Regions from separate parts of the Mus musculus genome. Here all the other regions are linked to region 3. The links are chromatin contacts, called in public Hi-C and promoter capture Hi-C maps. All regions are on one chromosome and are shown on one strand. Each heading gives the region's core, a stretch centred on a gene start, on an enhancer-like site or on the middle of the called end of the contact. The rest is flanking DNA. Distances are from core to core; before and after follow the strand shown. Region 1 holds the start of 4930581F22Rik (RIKEN cDNA 4930581F22 gene). Region 2 holds the start of Rpusd4 (RNA pseudouridylate synthase domain containing 4). Region 3 holds the start of Vps26b (VPS26 retromer complex component B).

Evidence for each region. Promoter capture Hi-C pulls out the DNA fragments that hold promoters and counts their contacts. Hi-C and Micro-C count contacts between places; a contact is called where the count stands out from the background.
Region 1: a contact with region 3 is called in a promoter capture Hi-C map of pre-B cells. The contact joins the promoter of 4930581F22Rik here to the promoter of Vps26b in region 3. A contact is called at or near these places in 1 of 39 promoter capture datasets (pre-B cells) and 1 of 484 Hi-C or Micro-C datasets (CD4 T cells).
Region 2: a Hi-C map of CD8 T cells shows a contact between it and region 3, with 4 times the contacts expected there. The contact joins the promoter of Rpusd4 here to the promoter of Vps26b in region 3. A contact is called at or near these places in 2 of 484 Hi-C or Micro-C datasets (CD4 T cells and CD8 T cells).

Annotation. Positions count from the first base shown.
Region 1 is chr9:35,115,137-35,118,034 of GRCm38.p6, reverse strand. It overlaps 4930581F22Rik (RIKEN cDNA 4930581F22 gene), which reads right to left and starts at 1,307. Exons shown (of 6, transcript NR_029475.1): 1 at 1,195-1,307; 2 at 1-666. It overlaps St3gal4 (ST3 beta-galactoside alpha-2,3-sialyltransferase 4), which reads left to right and starts at 1,171. Exons shown (of 11, transcript NM_009178.4): 1 at 1,171-1,337. It overlaps LOC115487216 (a long non-coding RNA gene), which reads left to right. Exons shown (of 3, transcript XR_003948311.1): 3 at 747-835.
Region 2 is chr9:35,266,355-35,269,363 of GRCm38.p6, reverse strand. It overlaps Rpusd4 (RNA pseudouridylate synthase domain containing 4), which reads right to left and starts at 1,483. Exons shown (of 7, transcript NM_028040.2): 1 at 1,286-1,483; 2 at 797-962. The coding sequence starts at 1,474. It overlaps Fam118b (family with sequence similarity 118, member B), which reads left to right and starts at 1,559. Exons shown (of 8, transcript NM_194257.2): 1 at 1,559-1,641.
Region 3 is chr9:27,028,840-27,031,808 of GRCm38.p6, reverse strand. Vps26b (VPS26 retromer complex component B) reads left to right here and starts at 1,715. Exons shown (of 6, transcript NM_178027.4): 1 at 1,715-2,410. The coding sequence starts at 2,188. It overlaps Ncapd3 (non-SMC condensin II complex, subunit D3), which reads right to left and starts at 1,644. Exons shown (of 36, transcript NM_178113.4): 1 at 1,310-1,644; 2 at 979-1,186. The coding sequence starts at 1,039.

The DNA of each region.
Region 1 (2,898 bases), core at 58-2,557, 8.1 Mb before region 3:
CTATGCAAGGTATAATTCAGATGGAAACAGCCGGAATGGAAGAAGCTGGAGGCCACCTCTTCGTTTTGTTGTGAATTGGAGAGTCCCAACACATGAGACCTCCAGCTTCCCCTGACGATGACTTTAAACTCCGTTAAAACCCTGGGCACTTACTGTCAGTTATTCACATCTTACTTACACTTAGTCACATCCTGTGCCGCCTGTTTCTTGATGGGAGTCCAGCACAACACCCGCCACCCCTTCTCTGCAACTAGATAGCAAGCTTCCGGGGGAAGGGGGACTGGATCTAATACTTTCCTTGTAGCCCCAGGGTGCTCAAGCTAGGAACTGGGTAACACTGTGCTGACTCCTGAAATGGACAGTCCTGCAGGGTGGTTTCTGCACTGTTTGCAGTCCAGGCAATTCTAGAGCCCACGGCATCAGGGTTAAAGGCTTGAAGGGGTTTCCTCTGGAGACAGGATGCCTGGCGCCTTCAGCAAGAACGGAAACTGAGAAGTTATCCAAGGCTAAGAGAGGGTATGCAAAGGAGGAAGAGCTAAGGGAGCAGTTTGGGGCGCATAGGCCGGCCTGGGGCAGAGAAAAGGCTCGTCAATTTAGGTCACCTGACTGCCATGAGGGCATGGGAGGATATTGGAAGGATGGACTTCTATTCCTGTTCTTGAGTTTCTGTAGAGAGAAAAGGATACTTTTTTTTTTTTTAACCGCGCGGGGACAGCAAAGAAGCCTTTCTTGGTTATTGTTTCCAGGAGAGCGTGGGATCAGTGCTAGAGGCAACGTTGGGCATACTCATCTTGGAGCCATTCACAGGCAGCGCTTGCCCTGGGTTTGCCCTCACCCGATCCAGCCTCCCGCACCCCGGCCGTCTCTCTCCAGGCCAGGGAGGCCTCCAGGCCAACCCCAGTCTCCCCGCGGCCTCACACCCTCGCCCTCCTTCCTCTGCGCCCTCCCTCCCTCCTTACTCCCTCCTTTCTCTGCGTCCTCCCTCCTTCGGCGCGCCCTCCCTCCTCGATGCCCTCCCTCCCTTCTTAGCTCCCTCCTTTCTCCGCGCCCTCCCTCTCTCGGTGCGCCCTCCCTCCAGCGCGGCGTTCGCGGCTGTCGGCTTCCCGACCGTGTGCGCAAGCGTGTCCGGCCCCTTCCCCGCCCCCCGCCCCCCGCCCAAGCCCTGGCCCCCGCCTCCCCTTCAGGCGGACTTGCCCGCTCCCAGGCCGGCCCCGCTCCCGGGACAGGGACCGGGCCGAGCGGAGCCACTGCGCCAGTGCTGCCCCGCCAGTCGGGGCGCCTAACGGATCGGAGCTGCGCGCGGATTTACCTCGCCCCGCCCCGCTCCACCCGCGAGGGTGAGTACGCGGCAGCCGGGCTCTGGGGCCCCGCGGCGGAGGGCGGGGAGTGACGGGGCTGCGAGGCTGCAGCCTCCCGCCACGGCTCGGAGAGGTGGTCGGGGGGCCCCGCACGTGGACGCCACGCTGCACGGGGTTGGTGTAGGGTGGCCACAGCCCTGGGGAGCTGGGTCCCTTGCTTGGACTAGATTTTCGCGGGAAGCCTGACTTGTCTCGCTCTCTAGGAGTGAGTGAGCAGGACAATCCTCCGGAAAGTTTCTAACCCCCAACCCTGTCGCTCTTGCGTCCTAGCTGAATGGGTGACTATCACCTCTAGCATCCTCCGAAGTCAGGACGTGTGGGCTGGCTTTGCTAGAGGTGACAAGTTTTGCAGGGTCTGCCTGTGTGCTGGAGTTGCAAGGTCGCTGAGGCAAAGCCCAAAGGTGGGCTTGCCAAATTGCAGGGTGGCTGTGTCCAGGGATTAGGGGGGGTCTTTGGGCCAACTGTGCTTCAAAGTTGCCTGGGTAATGGGCAGTGAGAAGGCCTAGGATAAGACTGAGAAGTTAACCTAGAGCTGGGGCAGAACCCTTGTCTATGTCTGTTCTAGGTGCCTCTCTGAGACCCTTGCTGGCTGAGACCTATGGGCAGCCCCGAGATGCCAACGTGTCTTGTACCACTGCCATTCCTCCCAGACCGAGGGGTAGACTTTCTGGTTTATGAGTCTGATCTACTCTGTTCTCTGTCCTCTAGGCTAGATCCTCCCCCCCCCCTCCCCCCGGTCAGGCTTAAAAGGCTAGTCTGGGTTTGAATAGTACCACAGTGATAGTTGTCTCTCACAAGGGGCACACACCAATACCACAGGGCAGGGTCAGTGCTACAGATCCCACTTGGCCCCTCCAGGCCTCTCTACCCAGGGGGTTGTAAACGAATTGATATGTGTAAGTATCAGGGGTACAGAGGGAATGTTGTGAGTTTGCTAGTGAAACACCATCCATAACCTTACTTTCCCAGGCACCCCTAGAGTGCTACCTAGGAGGTGCCAGTCACTTAGGGCCTCAGAAATAACTGGACATGTTTTGTTCTGTTGGGAGTTGGTCTGCAAACATCCTTTGAGAAAACTGACACCGCTCGGCTTCCTCAAACTTATTCTGCCTCTGCCCTACTCTGAGCATCCCCTATGGCCTGTCCTGTTGCATAGGGGAAGGCATCTTTGGCTGCTTACTGAACCCTGGGCCTCACCTCCCACTCATTTCACCCTCCTCAACACATCCGATCCCCCAGCCCCACTACAGCAAGCCAGGAGTTGGGCCAGTCCCCAAAGATTTCAAGGTGATGATGGAGATAAAGAGAGGTATGCAGGCAGAAGTCATAAAAGTAAATTAGGGACTGGGGGTGTGGTTCAGTGACAGACGGAGCTGCCTACAATCCCAGTACTGGGGGGGGGGGCGGCGGGGGGGGGGGAGGACGGACAACGACACAAGGAATGCAGTTGGTAAAGTGTTTACCTGTCATAAACTCTTTAAACTTGATCTCTTAACATTGCCTAAACATATTGTGGTGGTACCTATTTATAATCCCAGCA
Region 2 (3,009 bases), core at 234-2,733, 8.2 Mb before region 3:
CGAAACAAATTATCCTCAACAACTAGAAACTTAAGCAGAGAATAAATAGTAAGGCAAGAACTCGTTACGAAACCTAGAGGAACTGCCACCAAAGGAGTGATTTATTCCAACTAAAATATTTTTTTTTTTGCTAAAATATTTACTTTCCTCCTGCAGACCTTTGACAAATGTTTTTTTTTTTTTTTTTTTTTTTTCCCTTTCAATTCTGACTCACTTCAGCCGTCCCCCATCAGAACACTCAGCAGCATCAGGACATCTATTAAGTTCCAGTCCCTCTGGGGTTACTGTGTACCGCAACCGTGTGTATTATTTCCTCTTCCCAGCCTTGTCTCTCTACCTCTCTCATTTTGAAATGAAGTTTTGCTGCTGCTGAGACTGATCTGAACATGAACACCGGATCCTCCCCTAGACCTGGGGCGGCAGTCGCACACTGGCTCCCAACTCCTTTTTCGTTGTTGTTTTGTTTTAACCACTTTGATGGAAAATAACAGTTAGCAAGTAACTTTTTGTATTTCTCCGCATCGATTCTTGTGGGTGGCTGTACACAGCCCACAGTGCAGAACTGAGCTTCTGTATCTCTCTGCAATAATTCCTGTGGGAGGCTGCATACAGCTCACTGTCAGGTATCTGCAAGTGGGGACTAGACACTGGTTTGTTACCAGTAGTCACATACATGGGATAATAAGGTTTAATTAACTTGAATTCAAGAGTGTCTCATGAATAAAGCTTCAGGGGTGACCCTAGATGGAAGAGGAAGCAGCAGCAGGTTTCTCTCCTTAGCCCACATGGCTCTTACCATGGACAGGGAGACCATAGGGTTTATTAATGACCACGAGGTCGTTGTCCTGGTGGAGAATCCTTCGGCTCAGTTCCTTAGCAAGCACATTGGGGTGAACTCGCTGCAGCTGCTGTGTGAATCGCACTAGTTCCTGCACTCTCCGCTGAACGGGGTTTGTAGGCACCTAAGGAAAGAGAAAGGTGGAAAAAGCTTAATGAAGGAGTGAAGCGCTGGGAATGGCCTTAAGTGCGATTTAGGTGGAAATCCGTGGAATGACTGTACTGTATAATTTGACTCATGTTTCCTTTGGGACCATACATAGCCATCTGTCTTATCTGCATACCCACGCGGTGGGTCTGGCAGTAGCAAAAGTGCGGTATTCCGACTACCACACAGAATATTCTCAACATTGATGTACTTGCTGTTACAGGACCTGCCTACCACACCCCACACCTAAGAAAGCCGTGAGAGCATCGCTTCTCGGAAGTTGAGTCTCTCTAGACTCACCCGCACTTCCTTTGCCTTTTGCTCTTGTTTCTGGGCTCGGAGCTTCTCTGCCAATCTCTGAGCATTCAGGGGCCTAGAGGAAGTAGCGCTGGAACAAAACGACCAGGAGCCGGGAGTGAACAATCTCCCGGGACGCGAACTCATACTCAAAAGCTGGACACCAGGCGTACGCAAGCAGGGCGCGGCCATCTTGGCGAGGGCGGGGCCGGACAGCGCGGAGAGGAGGAAGGGGGGGGGGGTGGGCCCTGCTGATCACGTGGGCAGGTAGCCTACGGGTCACGTGGGGCGGTGCGCGCTCAGTGCGGCTGCGCCGGCCGGTAGCTGCAGCTGGAGCGGTGGCGTTTGGAGCAGACGCGGTGAGTGTGTGGGGAAGCCAGGCGAGGGCTGGGAAATGCCGGTGCCCCAACGGTTTTCGCATGGCCCGGATCTCCATTCTTGGAGAGCACTGCCCTGGCAAGCGTGTCTCGCTTCGGGGCACGACTCCACGCAGAAACACTTCCCCGCCCCCGCGTCCTTAGAAGTGAAGCTGGCTGCTCCTCAGTCTTTACCGGCACCTGTCTGGTCCCTCTTAGCAACCAGGTCCTCGGCGGGTCCTCAGAGGGACGTGTGGTGTTCTTTCTCGTTTTCTTGCCGCTCGTCCTCCGGAGATCCCCAGATCTCTCATATTCCAACCTCCCGCTTTGCGACTGCCAACCCCTTTGTTTCGCGTTGTTTGTAGCCAGTCCTCCCGAAGATGACGGTTCTTTTCCTTCATCCAGGACCCCCGCCCCATACGTCCTACCTCGAGAGCGCTACGGGTTTATACTGACCTTTCTCTAGAGTTCGTTTCTTGGGGTCTCCTCTTTCTTCCCTTATCTACTCTTCCCAAGGAAAGTAAAGAGCTTTTCCCCCTTTGCCTCCTTTAGTCTTTCCTTCCATAGCTTGAAACCGTCGAACCCTCTCTCTCTCTCTCTCCCTTTCCTACAAGAGACTCCCGAACTGCAAACGACGACTCTCCTATCGCCAAAGGGCAGCTGGGAATATGAACAGCTGTTTTGGAATGGTAATCTCGAAAACACCTTGGGATGCGCATGCCGTTTGCTGGGGAAGCTGATGCTGAAGGGATGTCGTGAGAACTAGTGACTCTTCCCTCAAGATAGCCAGATTGCATTTCAGTTAGAGAATGAATAGTTGAATTAGGCTTGGGTGTTTCTCCCTCCAAAATGAATTAGCAGAAGGAAACCACATGTGAAACAGTTGAACAGGTGAATAGCCTCAGAAGACTAGAAGTTGAAGAATTTAAACTTCATGTGATAGTTGGATCTTTGAAACTTCTTGAGAAATCCCTTGCAAGTGGTATTGTAGAGAGGAATGTGGCAATACAAAGCAGGACAGATCAAAAAGGAAAGTATATCCGGGAAACCAACTAGGCTGCTGTAATGTAGATGATCATTAATGAAGCCCCGTCCCATTCCGCGGTCTTTTCCCCCCTGCTAAGTACTGTCCTTGAAATGTGAATTACCAGCTATACAGTCAAGGTGTGATGTGAATTACTGGAGGACTTCTTTCATCCCCAAACCTGTTAATATAGTAAGCTCACAAATATTTTATGTGGCTGCAGTGATTCTGAGTTAGGTTGGGTTGTTGTTTGCTTTCTGTCTGTCTGTCTGTCTGTCTGTCTTAAAGGTCTCACATTGTAGACCAGACTAGCCTCCAATTCATGGACCTTTTTCTCTGCTTCCCTA
Region 3 (2,969 bases), core at 466-2,965:
CTGTCTTAGTCAGGGTTTCTATTCCTGGACAAAAAGCATCATGATCAAGAAGCAGTTCGGGAGGAAAGGGTTTATTCAGCCTAAATTTCCACACTGCTGTTCATCACCAAAGGAAGTCAGGACTGGAACCCAAGCAAGTCAAAAAGCAGGAGCTGATGCAGAGGCCATGGAGGGATGTTCTTTACTGGCTTGCTTCTCCTGGCTTGCTCAGCCTGCTCTCTTATAGAACCAAGACTACCAGCCCAGAGATGACACCACCCATAAGGGGACCTCCCCACTTTATCACTAATTGAGAAAATGCCTTACAATTGGATCTCATGGAGGCATTTTCCCAACTGAGACTCCTTTCTCTGTGATAACTCCAGCCTGTGTCAAGCTGACACACAAAACCAGCCGGTACAAGAACCATCTAGCTGAATTTATGATCACAAATTCTAAGAAAAAAAAAATCAACCTGAACATTGAGATTGTCTGTTTAAAACCACCTGGGGAATAGACTTAGGACTCCAGCAAGACTAGGTAGAACAAAGGTGACAGATGGAGATAACTGAGGCACTAGCACTATTAAAGGCCAATTATTAGCTTTTCATGTTGCTGCTGCTATTGTTATTATCACTGAGACACTCCTATTATTATTGTTTTATTATTATTATTATTGAGACTGGTTTAAATTCATTTGTGTGGCCCAGGATGGTCTTGAACTCATGGCAATCCTCCAGCCTCGACCTCCCGCATGCTAGAACAGTTTAGCTCTCTTTTCTACCAATTACTCGTCTGGACTCAGATCCCACCGTAAGTTTGGCTGGCCTTCACCCGGGCAGATTGTCACAATCCTGGGGCTCACGGTCAGTGCAGAGACCAGGGCTTCCCCTTCCCCCACCCCTACCCCTACCCTCACCGAGACGCAAGCTTGGATACATTAGGCGGAACAAAACACCCCAAGCCCCGAACCCAGAACCCGCGGCTGCGTTTCCTCACCGAGGCTGAGACCCAGCGGACACCAAGGCTGCAAGTTTTCTCCAAGATCCTGCAGCGCCATTCCGACCGTGGACGTACCGGCTCGCCGTCGCTCCCGCGCGCGCTCTGAGACGTTTTGGCGGACCAGTCACAACGTTCGGGATTTACAATCGACCAATCACCGCGCTGAGCCGTGTTCGTAACCCAAGCCAATGGGCTGGGTCGCCCACTGCGTGCGCATAAGTGGGCGGGGCAAAGACTGGAAGTTAAACAAGGCTAGCGAGGACTTTTTCTTTTTCCCTTAGCATTCCAGTTAATGTTGGGGTCAGGACGTCACTAGTGTTTTTCTTACCGTCATATCGTTCTTACACGGCAGGGAACCTAGAGGCCAGCGGGGACAGCATACTTCCTGTAGTAGCGGTCACATTTGCCCCTTCCGGTGACACTGAGCGTGCATGGGAAAGGCACCTCATCCCGTCAGACAGCACGCAAGCGTTGCTCGTATTCAAATGTGAAGAGTAGCCTGGCGTTTATCAGGCTAAGAAGGAAGAGAAATGCAACCGGAATATTACAAGGAGGCACTTGCAGTGCTAGGACTTGACGGAACATCTGGGCCCGAGTTCTACTGGAGAGAGGCCAGAGCCGCCATGTAAACAAAGCGCCCTTTGGCACTGCACATGCGCAGATGAGCGCACCCCTTGACGGCCTGGAGGGGGTAGGGAAAGCGAGGGGGGGGGGGGGGAGAGAAGACGTGCGCGTGCGCGTGGCATCATCTTCGCATCCGGGCCGGAGTTCTCCTGCCCCTTCCCCCGCCCGGCGCCGCCGTAGCACTTCGGTGCGTTACGCCGCGGGAGTCCAGGCAGTTCTGTGTGTGCGGCTGGGCGCTGGACCCCACCCGGTGGGCGACGAGACGCGCGTGCTTGGCGCCTTTCCTCCCAGGGCCCTAGTCGCTGCACCGCCAGGATCTGCGTTGGTACTGTGTCTGGCCTCTCGGTGCATCGCTGCTCTGGGCGCCGCAACCCGCAGCCGACCTCCTTCCTCCGCCCTGCCTCACCCCAGGGGCGCAGGCCATCGGCGATCGCCCACCGCCCAGCTCAGAGCGAGCGGGGCTGCGGTGCAGCGTCCAGCGCGTTCCCGCAGCCGGCCCTCCGGCCTGCCTTCCCCGAAGGCAGCTCGCGCCTGGGAGGGAGGGAGCAGTCTGTGCCGACACCGGCGCGGCCAGGCGGGGAGATGAGCTTCTTCGGCTTCGGGCAGAGCGTGGAGGTGGAAATCTTGCTGAATGATGCGGAGAGTAGGAAGCGAGCGGAGCACAAGACTGAGGACGGGAAGAAGGAGAAATATTTCCTCTTCTACGACGGGGAAACCGTCTCGGGGAAAGTGAGCCTATCACTGAAGAACCCCAACAAGCGACTAGAGCACCAGGGCATCAAGATCGAGTTCATTGGGCAGATCGGTGAGTCTATTCCCTGGGACCTTCCCAAAACCGGGACGTCAGCCTGCCCCTGGACTCGAGTGTGGGACGGGCTGGGAGCAGAGATTTTCAGTGCCCAGCTCCTGCGAGGCCTGCGACAGGTTCTTTTCAACTGTAATCTAAAGCCTGAGATTCACCCACGAGTCCCGCCCGTGGGCGACTCCCCCATGCATTCATTACCTTCTTCCGTGCCAAAAGTGACAGCGTGCTGCTGGGGAGGTGGGGACAGCCTAGATAGGGTAGGGAGCCCTCTGCTGTATGGTCGGATGCTCACCTGGTGCTTGGATATCCCCATTGTCTCTGCAGTATGCTTCCAGCTTTGCTTCTAGTAACCGGGATTTCATAGTGTGGTAGACAGTATCCTGCAGGTGGGTTTGACAGCTACAGCTGTCAGATCCAATCCAAAGTTAAGCAGTGACCCCACCCACCTATCCATCATCCCTCCTCCCCCTTTAAAATACAGTGCAGTGGACCGGGCTCATAAATTCCGTCTATCTATCTCACCTCCATTCTGTATTACATTGCATGTGCATGTTTTGAA